2 separate regions of the Rattus norvegicus genome follow, and region 2 is linked to region 1. The links are chromatin contacts, called in public HiChIP or PLAC-seq maps. All regions are on one chromosome and are shown on one strand. Each heading gives the region's core, a stretch centred on a gene start, on an enhancer-like site or on the middle of the called end of the contact. The rest is flanking DNA. Distances are from core to core; before and after follow the strand shown.

What was found. HiChIP or PLAC-seq counts read pairs in DNA pulled down with a chosen protein or histone mark.
Region 2: an H3K27ac HiChIP or PLAC-seq map of oligodendrocytes shows a contact between it and region 1, with 3 times the contacts expected there. The contact joins the promoter of Ndc80 here to the promoter of Myl12a in region 1.

What each region holds. Positions count from the first base shown.
Region 1 is chr9:118,343,851-118,349,527 of GRCr8, reverse strand. It overlaps Myl12a (myosin light chain 12A), which reads left to right and starts at 3,251. Exons shown (of 4, transcript NM_001135017.1): 1 at 3,251-3,362. It overlaps LOC102555687, which reads right to left and starts at 2,958. Exons shown (of 5, transcript XR_357340.5): 1 at 2,746-2,958; 2 at 1,828-1,911; 3 at 1,358-1,487; 4 at 736-849.
Region 2 is chr9:118,884,117-118,889,793 of GRCr8, reverse strand. Ndc80 (NDC80 kinetochore complex component) reads left to right here and starts at 2,265. Exons shown (of 17, transcript NM_001126270.2): 1 at 2,265-2,415; 2 at 4,080-4,189. The coding sequence starts at 4,089. Mettl4 (methyltransferase 4, N6-adenosine) reads right to left here and starts at 181. Exons shown (of 8, transcript NM_001191814.1): 1 at 1-181. The coding sequence starts at 181.

The sequences.
Region 1 (5,677 bases), core at 2,002-4,501:
ATCTTCAGGAAATCTGCCCAACAGGGTGGGCTGATGCCCAAGAATCATCAGGTTATATAATAGCGGCAGGAATGCCAGGGAGAAGCAATTGTGGGATGAAGTCTCTGGGGCCCATGCCTCTCCAGAGTGCACCCATCACAGCCATGCAAAATGGTGGACCAACTCCAGAAAATTCACTTGCTTGCTATGGCCTTTCCTACATGGCTTGTGCCATTAGACAGCTTGTGAAAGTTGGCCTTTCCTTCTGACATGTGAGTCCCTGGATTTAACTTAGGTCATTAGGTCTGGTCATTAGGCTGAGCCAGTCCTGGTATAAATTTCCAACTTTAAGTTTCAGCTAAAAATTTGAAAGCCACTAGAAGTCAGGGAGATTGTTGATAAGCCTATATCTCCAACAGTGATGGGCAGACACCAGCAGGGTATGGGAGGCATTCTGCAGGCTTGCTGGCCAGTCAGCCACGTAGAAACGGGGAGCTCCTGATTCAGGGAGAGACAGAGTGATAGAGGAAGACATCTCATGCATGGTGTGTACACCTGCACAATGAGTTACATGCACCATTTACACCATACCACCCCGTGTACAATCCCACAGAGAGTTTAAGAGCCACTTTTCTGTACTTAGAAAAATCTTCCTTTAAATTTATAAGGGTCTTAGTTAGGGTTTTATTGCTGTGAAGAGATGCCATGACCAAGGCAACTCTTATAAAGGACAACATTTAATTGGGGCTGGCTTACAGTTTTAGAGGTTCAGTCCATTATCATCACGGTGGGAAGTACGGCAGCATTCAGGCAGATATATGCTGGAGGAGCCAAGAACCTTGATCTGAAGCAACCAGGAGAGACTGTCCTCTGCAGGTAGCCAAGAGGAGACTGACATTCAACATTAGGTGGAGTCTAAGCATTGGAAACTCAAAGCCCATATCCACAAAGACACACTTTGTCCAACAAGGCCACACCTCCTAATAGTGCCACTCCCTGTACAAAGCCCATCCAAACCACCACAGCAAGTGAGGGGCTAGAGCGACAGCTCAGGAGTTAAGAGCACTGGTTGTTCTTTCAGAGGTTCTGGGTTCAAAACCCAGCACCCACATATATGGGATCCAATGTCCTCTTCTGGTGTGCAGATATACATGCAGTCAAATATCCATGTATGAAAAATAAATAAGTCTTTAATTAAAATGGCATTATAAATGATCTCACTTAATCAGAAAGCCTTGTGAGGCAGGCTGGAGGGATACAGGAAAATTGGCTGGGCTTGAGGTCAACAGAGGGACTTGTTCTCCAAGTTACACAGCTTGCTAAAGGAAAGACATGGTGGAGAATCCAGACTGTCAAACGTGGAGTGAAAAGGGCTCACCTGCTGTTTCATGAAGATTTCCTATAGGTTACAAAAGAACAGGTTCATCTGACAGTGTCAGAGGCCTTCCGTAGTGGGTCTAAGACGTCCTTTCCACATTGACTTGGTATATCCATATATCCATAGTTACCTGTGGGAGTGAATACAGGGTGAACAGAAACCAATTTCAAATGAGCCGGGTTCTTTGCTCCTCCAGATGACCTGACACCTCTCTCTGTCTCTCTGTCTCTCTCTCTCTCTGTCTGTCTCTCTCTGTCTCTCCCTCCCTCCCTCTATTAACCCCTAGAATCAGGGCAATCTGCCTCTGTAACATCTTCCTAGCTTCCAGGTAGGTTTATTTGCTCTTCTGTAATCTATTCATTTTTGTTCCCTGTAATTCTCTGCCCTTTCTCTTTCAACCCACAACCCAATCCCGAGGAAACAACTGTTCATTTATGTCGAGCAAACCATAGCCCCTCCACAGTACTTACCAGTTTAAAACCTATTGATTAATTTGGTAAGGATACATCGGCAACTCCTAGGAAAGCGACAAGATACTGTTTTCCAGCTGAGACCTGAGACGGAACAGAAGCTGCTCATTTCCTCGTCCACAGAATGCGGTTTGGTGTTCCCCTTCCGGACAGGGAGCTTTCCAGTAGGGCAGACCATATCCTTGTGGAGGTGCATGCACTGCAGAAGCCTCATTGCCTCAGAAGCCACCTCTGTTTCTGACTGCTCAGACCTCTGAGTTTGTACTGTCACGGCTGTATCCCCAATCTTCCCTAGAAGTCATGTTGGGCTTCTTAAGTCCTTGACAACCCAGAACCCTCTCTTAAAGACCTTAGCTTAGGGAGCTGGAGGTGAAGTACTTAGTTACTTGTATTTTTAGTTACCACTCCAAGTGAATATCAAAGAAGGGAGGGAAACTTTGTTTCTGCCATCTATAGGATTACGGTATTTTTTTCTCTCATTGGCCTTGCCTCTGAATTAACTTTAAACCGCATCACTAATTAATGAGACGAATGCTTCTTGAAGGAAACAACTGATCTTAGGGATATTTAACACATATCCTTATTGTCTCGCCAGGATTGTGACCCCTCTTCCTTTAAAGAGGAACTATTGTTAGCAGCTGAGCCACGCAAGAAGACCCGGCGAGTAAATAGGTCCAGCACTTTATTCCAATTACATCATTCACCCTGGAGCGGTAGGTGGGGCAGGCAGGAGTCACCATCAGGGTAAAAGGGGACTCTGGAAGAAAGTTCCAGAGAACGTTTTGCAAGAGGGAGCGGAACAATCAAAACTGAATTCATGAACTCTATGTGGGCCAAAGAGGCAGCGCGGCCCTGAAACTTTAGTATTCCGTCCCGCGTGGGAAAAGTGAGGAGCTATTTTAAAATTCCTTTTCATACTTTTCGAGTTGCTCGCACACTCCCTTCCGCGCCGCCCAGACACTGAGGCGCTGACCCACAGGCTGATTCACACTAGTTTCCCGCGCAGGCGCACTCCAGCCGAGCGGGGGCGCCGGGCTGGGGAGCGGGGCCAAGGCTAGTCACGTGAGACCCGCGGCACTTCTCTCCTCAATTTCCCTAAATGGACTTAGACGGGGTTCCCCGCCTATCTCCACGCTCTGGAATGCGGGCAGAGGAGAGCTCCAGGACAGGCGCAACCATCTGCCGAAGAGGGGGGAGGAAGCAGAATCACAGTTCAAACGGAGACGCGAGAAAGACGAAGAGTCAGTAATTAGACCGAGAGGTCCTCCACACGTCCATTTCAGCCCTAAACTCCCCGTTCGGTACTTCTCATCGGCGCCCTGAGCCCGCCATCTGCTCTGACACCTTCCCTGAGGTCCCCCTCCCGTCAGGGCTGGCCCATAGAGGCGGCGGAGAATGGCCGCCAGGCTTCCTTCCGGTTTGCGAGCGGAGGCCGGAAGTGGCCGTTCTTGGGCGGCTGGAAAGTTAGAAAGTTTGTGAGGGCGGCGGCAAAGCTTCGCAGAGACGCTCACTCTTGGTTCTCGCGGCTGAGCAGGGTGAGTGGTGCTGGCCGCCGAGCGGGCGTGGCCCGGCCCCAGGAGGTGTCCTCGCCGGGCGGCGGTGAACGTGGGGGCCGCCGGGAGCCGCGGCTGGGGAGCGCACCTGGGCAGGTGTGTCTCCGCGAGCCCGGGGAGAGCGGGGCGTGGAGCAACGGGCCGGGGAGCCGGGGCAGCCCGGGCGCAGACGTCGCTCTGCTTCCCAAACTTGGATCTTGGGAAATGTTGCTTAGCTCGCCAGCGCGGTGCGCCTTGGACCATTGCCTGCCCGCGAAACCAGAGCCCCACAGAGCTGACTCCGGAGCTCTGTTGAGTTGCTAACGTAAACTTGCGGGAACCGAGAGAGTTGTGGATAAAACCGTAGCACAGCCGCCCTCGGCCCTGTCTTTGCAGCTCAGCGCGCGCCCCTCTAAGTAGAACTTTTAAAAGTGCTATTTGAACAGAGAGGAGATTGAAGTTTTGTTTGCCTGATATTAAGAGTCAGTAGGGATGTAAATATATAAGATCTTTAGGGATCTTTTAAGATTTTAACTTCTTTAGTGCAAAACTTGTGTCAAAGGGTGACGAAAGTGAATCTCCACTAAAGTTGCTGGTATTTTCTTTTTTCTGGATGGCTTTTGATGAGGATTAATTAGAAAAGCATTTTTTGTCTTCAAAAGTGAAGCGTGGTTCATTAGTCAATCCTGGCAACTAATGACTTTTTTAAAGGTGCTCAGAACTCTTGGGTGTGGCTGTCTAGGAAAATCCAAGCTGACTCTCAACCGGAAGTGTGCCTAAGAAGTAAAAACGTGGTTTTCCTTGAAACTGAAATAACAGCTTGAAAATACACTTTAAAAAACTGAGTTTATCGCCCTCCCCCATCTCGTCTTGTAAAAAAGTGCATTGATTTGATCTGGATTTCAAAGCAAGCCATACCTAGATGCTACCACACTGTGAGGTTTTGAAATGGGAGTTTTCCAAAGGATATATTTCTCAGTTTTAAAAGAGTTTTTTTTATTAAAAGATATTAAGTTAGTAGGCTGTAGTGTAAATGTTCTATTAAGAATTTCTATCTTTTATATCTATTACTAGTTTAGGCATGTGAGATCCTACTATTTAAATTTAGGCAATCTCAGGTATATCTTAGTGTGGATTAAAAGGTTTCATAGGGTACTTTGTTGTTGTTGCTGTTGTTGTTTGTTTGTTATTTTGGATAGGGTCTCCTTTTAGCCCAGACTGGCCTGGAACTTGAGATGGTCTTTCTGCTTCAAGGGCTAGGATTATAAGCCCAGTTATGAGCCCCACATCAAACTTTATCATAGTTTCTATAAATTCTACATTTCTAAAGATTCTGTGAAATCTGGTTGCCCTCGGCATGTGTGGAAAGCCTCTTCGAGGCTGTCTTCATAGTCTGACGTCTTCCTTAATCAAGAGGCTCCCATTTAGTCAACTGCTAAAACATGAAACTTCTTGGGCGGGAATGTAGCTCAGTGGCAGAGTGCATACCTAGCGTACATGATCCAGAACTGCAGAACAACCCACACCATACAACACGCATTGCTACAACCCTGTCTTAGTTTAAAACTAAGTCAGACTCCTTTCCGTCTGTAAACAGAAACTGTCTTGACCACCCGCTCCCTTCCTTTTCTTTCTGGTGGTCTGAAACTTTCATATGTTCTCTAGAAGGCCGGCGGGCAAATCTTCTGCTTCTTAAGTTTCATATCAAAGATCTTTCACAAAGCCCTCAAAGTGGGGATCTCAGATGATCCTGCCATACACCCTAAGTTAAAATATTTGCAGTTTTATTTTGCTCTAACTTCTTAAACTAACTTGAGCATTATATTTTACAGCCTCACTTGTGTAGAACCACAGCAGAGAGGATACTGCCACTCGCAAAGGTTCTCTCTGCTGTCTCTGTGCTCCTTTACCTGAGGGTGTTCCGACCATGCTTGTGGTTTGGTGGTGTTTTGTGTAGATGGTGTTTGGCCATGCCATGGCTGTGAAGCTCCGGGTCCAGTGTGGAGACCTGTGAATCACTATCATCTTGAAAGAGTTGAGGCCCGGGGAGTAACTTGCTCAGCACCACATTACCAGATTCGGACAGAATTAACTCCATGAAGACAAGCATCTGATCTTAATTCTGAAGATAGCGATAGTTTTCCTCTGATCCTGTAGGAATAAGGGGACCATTCTGAACTGTCAGTGTTTGATGATAGGGTCTCAATGTGTGCCCTTGGCTGCCTGAGGCCCACAGGTCCCGCTGCCTCCCAGTGTTGGGATTAAAGCAGTCACCACCACCCCCTTCACTTCTTCCTCACCTTTATGCATTGTTTTAA
Region 2 (5,677 bases), core at 1,016-3,515, 540 kb before region 1:
GAGCAGGAGTTCCAAAAGGAGACACGGGATCTGGCTGAAGAGAATCCAAGTAGACAGAAGAAGTGGGCTTGTTTTTGCTACAAAAAGGCTCTTGATGCTGGCAAAGTTGATAGTTGACTTTGTTAATGAAAGAAAGATGATCCAGTAACCATCCAGGTGGCAAATGATGCACCACGGACATTCTGGGTGGGGGAGGGGTCTGATAATCAAGAATCAGAACAAGGGCTGGGAGTGCTCGGTATGGGAGTTCTGGGTTTGATACCCAATGTTGTAATTACGTTCTCAATGTCCTGTATCTCGATGATGTGCTTTGTGCCCACAGTAGGTTTTATATCTAAATATACATGCCACCCCTAAGGGGCAAAAATGAAGAACTTTAAATGTCACTTAATTTCAGAATTGGTCATTAAAAATTTTCAGCCAACTTAGCCAAAGACGAGTTTCAGTTTGATCCTTTCTTTGGTCCTCTGTGGTCCTGTTTTGGTCCTTGAATCAAAGCACTAGTCCACATCGTCCAAGTATTCAAGTCACTAACTCCTTAAAAGGTGAGTGTCCTGTCAAGTCAAAGAACAGAAATTACCTACAAGACACCGCCCTTCTCAACTAATAGAAACCTCTGTAGAGAGGGCCACAGAGTCTCAAGGAAAAGGAGCTGCTGTGCTTTCAAACAAGCTCGCAGCGGAACTCATTCCATTACTCTGATCCCTGCCCTACCTAATCAGTACCAGTGGAAGGGCAGATTAGGACTGCTCCAGACAAGCGAAGTGCAGTATGAATAGCACATCAGAAGCACACAACTTAACTAGTTTGCTAGGTCAGAACCTCAAGATTTATAATCTGTCTGAGCTCCAGTGCAGTAACTATATTTTCTGGAACTTCTTTATCTTCATGTAAAATATGCTCTGCATTTCTGGATATAGCTTTAGTATAATGTAGTGGAAACCTTAAGAGGGCACAGAATAAGAAATAAACTAAAGCTGCATCTAATAGCATTTATAGTCAAATATCTTATGCAATTGGCCGTTAGCTAGTGTTGGGTTTTGCTTGTTTGTTTGTTTTGTTTTGTTTTGTTTTTGTAGACAAGGTCTCACTAGGTTGCTCTGGAGCTCGACAGGTAGATCAGACTGGCCTCAAATTCAACAGACTGTCAGGGATCGACCAGTCTCTGCTTCAAGTACTGGTAATAAAGGTGTGTTCTGCATTCAAGCTAAGGTACTTGATTTTGCTGAGCCTCAGAGTTATCTTTTTTGTTTGAGGATTTGTTTGGTTTTTTTGGGGGGGAGGGGTTGTTTTGTTGTTTGGGGCTTGGGGGAGGTTTCATTTGGTTGTTTTGTTTTGAGATAGTGTCTTTACTATGTTGCGCTAGCTGTCCCTGAACCCAGGCTGGCCTCAAACTCACAGAGGACGGACACACGCGCGCGCGCGCACACACACACTCTGCCTCCAGAGCGTGGAAAGTAAAGGCGTGTACTACAACGCCCAACCAAAACGATCACTTTTATGTTGTTGCCATTAGTTTGGAGAAGTAAATGAGATAATCCCCCATGAACTGCTGCTCACAAAGTCTGAACTATAACACCGGCTAATGTCTGCTGACTGCTATTTGGCGATGGGGTTCTTCGTGATACCTGCGATTTTGGTTCCCCGGTTGAGACGTGAGCTGAGGAGACACTTGACCGCTAGGGAACCTCTACCTCAAAAGACTGTTTAGCCCAAAACTACACTTCTCTAGCTAGTGACACAACAGCTCCGATATCCGTGAATCTAAACTTTAGCCCAGGGACCCGCCACCACAGTCCGGGAACTGGCAATGCCTCCTTGTAGTTCCGACTCTGGGCAGCGGTAATCTACAGCACTTGGGGCAGGGCAGCCTGATGATAAATATCCGTCACCGCACTCGACAGCCTCTCCTACCGTTAGGACACCTCACGCCGCCTCCTAGGCTCGCCCCGTGGAAACAGCACTCATATAAAACTGGTCCTGGCCGCCATCTTTTCGGAAGCAAACCCTTGCTTCCCTAGTTCCAGGGCGCAGCCATATTGCTGTACGGAACCCGACTCCAGGAGGACTCGGGCCGCTCGGCCCCGTGGCGCTCGCTACTCGTCCTAGACGCCAGCTCCCCAAAAAGGGCAAGATTCCCCTCCGGTCACGGTCCCGGAGGACGACCCGCACGGGGTCCTGAGCGCGTCACAGCGCGGACGTGCACACTTCCGGCGAAGAGGGCGGACGCGGTGGAGCGCGCATGCGTACTCGCCGCCGCAGGAGTCCTGATGTCAGCGCCGGCGGAAATTTTAAAATTCAAACCGCCCAAGGTTGGCCTAGACTAAAGCTCTTGTTTTGGCGGCTGTTTTCGCGTGCAGTCGTGGAGTTTACTGAAAGCTGGGCGCTGGGTCTCGTTGAGAAGCCGAGAGAAAGGTAACTGCTGAGGTAGAGTCAGCTCTGTCTGTGCTAAAATGCTCCGCGGCGCTAGAGCTAACTGTTGTGAGGAAGCTGGAGTGGGACCTGCCCAGCTCTGCTCTCTGCCGGCAACGTTTGCAACGGGAGTAGGGGATGCTAACAGGTGGGGAATGACAGGGGAAAGCTGATTGCTGTGCTGTGTTCCCGTCCTAATGCTGCATCTTAAAAGCCGTGTACGGACAAGGTCTGGGAAACAGGGAAATCATGAGAGTAAAATTAAGTGAAATGCAAGCCGTCAAAATAAGGAGGGATGTGGCTCAGTGCACAGCCTAGTGTGCTAAAGGGCCTGGCTCTCCATCCCCAGCTCGAAACAAAACAACAATAAAATGCGGTCTGTCTAACCCTCTATGGAAGCGAGGGCTGAGTGCATAGTGTCTAATGCTGCAGAGATGAAGACAGGATTCGACATAGACATTCTTTCGATACTTGTTTTGAAAGTGGAAGCAGCCTGTACGTCGTGTTGAGGACCGGATTGTTTACCTTTGTTAGAAACCAGAGGGGCTGGGGATTTAGCTCAGTGGTAGAGCGCTTACCTAGGAAGCGCAAGGCCCTGGGTTCGGTCCCCAGCTCCGAAAAAAAGAACTAAAAAAAAAAAAAAAAAAGAAAAAGAAAAGAAACCAGAGAGACAGTAGTATTAGCTGAGAAACAGTGGGTTAATCGTAAACCAGGTGTAGTGAAGTAGATAGGGGATGATTTTGTGCACTGTGTAGTTAGATGCCGATTTTTAAGCCCAGAAATCTGGGTGCAGTCCGAAGGTTGATTTGGTCAAGCATCTCCGGTCTCAGTGTTATGTAAAAATTGTTTTTCATCTCCTTTAGTTGATTAATTAAGAGCCCATCAGCCAATTAGCTGGGCAGTAGACAAGAATTGGGCAGGATTCTAATCCCAATGGGGGGGGGGGGGGCGGGTCCTAAAAAGACCAAAGAAGTGGTGGTGTAGAGACCATGGATAGACCAGAGAGGTCAGGAAGGGACCAGCCTTAAGAATGGACCAGACTGAGCCAAGGCAAGACTTCAATTGTAAAGGACCGTGTGTCTGGGCAGCAGGTAGCCATAGGGAGTTAGAATAGCTCAGAACCTGCTCTGTTTAGTGCAGGTCTCCATATCATTCACTCTGGAGCTAAAACCAGCTGAAGCCAAAGAAACACTGTGAAGTTATTTGGGAGCAAAGGTGGCATAAGAAAAACAAAAAAAAAAAAAAAAAAAAAAAAACAAGAAATACTTCTACACTTTTTGAAACCAAAGGAAACATTTTGAGGGAGGAGTAAAGGAACCTGAGATTTCTTGTCAGGCAGCCCATGAATTACCATTAAAATAGACACAAGCTCGGGGCTAACAGAGTAATTTCATGATCATGGCTTGCTGTGTGATGCAGAAGTCATACATTGTTCTTTCTTGTATTGTACATGTCTAGTGTTTGAGTGTATTTAATACTTGAACTTGCGTAGGTGTTCTTTGTGGGAACGTCAGTTTACATGAACAAGTAAATATATCATACAAGGAAAAGGTTGTCGTAAAGAAACAAACTTAGTTGCCTTCCTATTCGAGAATAAAGATAATAACTGTTGCTTGATGAACTACTTACATCTGGAACATTTTCCTAATATTAAAATCCCGAATTAGGTTACAAGCATGAAGCGCAGTTCGGTTTCCAGCTGTGGTGCTGGCCGCCTCTCTATGCAGGAGTTAAGATCCCTGGACCTCAATAAACCTGGCCTTCATACCCCTCAAACGTAAGTACCTCTACCTATGGTTCTCCACTGCCTACTTTCCTGTCTAGAGTAAGGACTGGTTAGTACAAAGGTGTAAGTGATGTCTTGGTGAATGTTGTCTCTTCCCAGTAGCACTAGACTGGGGGCCAGTGAGATCTAAAGGCCGACATGACGCTAGGCTTTAGCTTGTTGTCACTCCAATTCCCAAAGTCAGATTCTTTACCAAGCAGGCTAAAAAATGATTGACAATGCTTGTTTTCCTCTTTTTCCTTTGAAAATAACCTCCTGAGTAGGCACCATGATATAACTCATCATTTATTAAGATGTTTCCAACAACTAAAGGTAGTAATAAAATCAAAGTAGATTTATTTGTTCTGGGGATAAACTATAAAGTTATTTTCTCAAGTTTGGGGATGGGTGTTCAAGTGGACTTGCTACATAGCTCAGTGTATTCAGTAGGCTCTAGGAAGATGTCTCAGTGTGAGTTCAAAGCCAGCGTGACTATATAGTAACTTGTATAGTTGACCAACTTGTATAGTTGACCAAACAACCAACCAAAGAATTTCTTATGGTGAACATCAGTTTTTCACTCTGAGATTGATCCTCCAGTTTGCAGAAGGCTGTGTCCAATCCACTGTGTACCCATATCCTATAAATCCGTTGTGTACCCATATCCTATAAATTCTGCATATGAACTAGCTACTTAATAAGCCGTTCTTAAATCACGTGGATTGATAGAGTATGAGGCTCTACTGCTTTTAGAAATGTGAACTATTTGCCTATTTTCCTTCTGGATACTTGAAGCACTTTGTTTTAACCACCCCACATTCTTACAACAAAAAAAGATTTCTTTTGAACTGTATTAAAAGCAAAACTGTTGCCATTGCCATTTTTTTTATAATAGTATAGGAAGTATGACGTAAATGGCTATACCTAGTACTGTGCTGAGAGGAAAACTTTGAGTCAGAGGCTGACCCAAACTACATAGTGAGTCCTAGGACACCCGGAACACAGACTAAGACCCTATCTCAAAATATTAAAAGTAGGATTTAAAAGAAAAAATTTCAAACAAAGCTGGCAACTATAATTATTTCTTATATTTTTATTCATATATAAAATTTTTATCCATATATAAATGAATTTTTAAACCTACTTTATTTAGGGGTTTGGGGTGGGTTTTTTGTTTTGTTGTTTGTTTTGTTAGATTTATTTACTTTATATGTGAGGACACTGTCACTGTCTTCAGACACACCAGAAGAGGGCATCAGATCCCCTTATGGATGTTTGTGAGCCACCATGTGGTTACTGGGAATTGACCTCAGGACCTCTGGAAGAGCAGTCAGTGCTCTCCACCGCTGAGCCATCTCTCCAGCACCACATAAATAAATTTTAGTATAAAAAACATGGACTGAAATTTTTAACATTTTACAATTATACTATCTTGCGGCTCATCGCAATGATAGCAGCTAACCAAAACTTATGATTTTCAAAAATTTTTGTGGGTAGTGG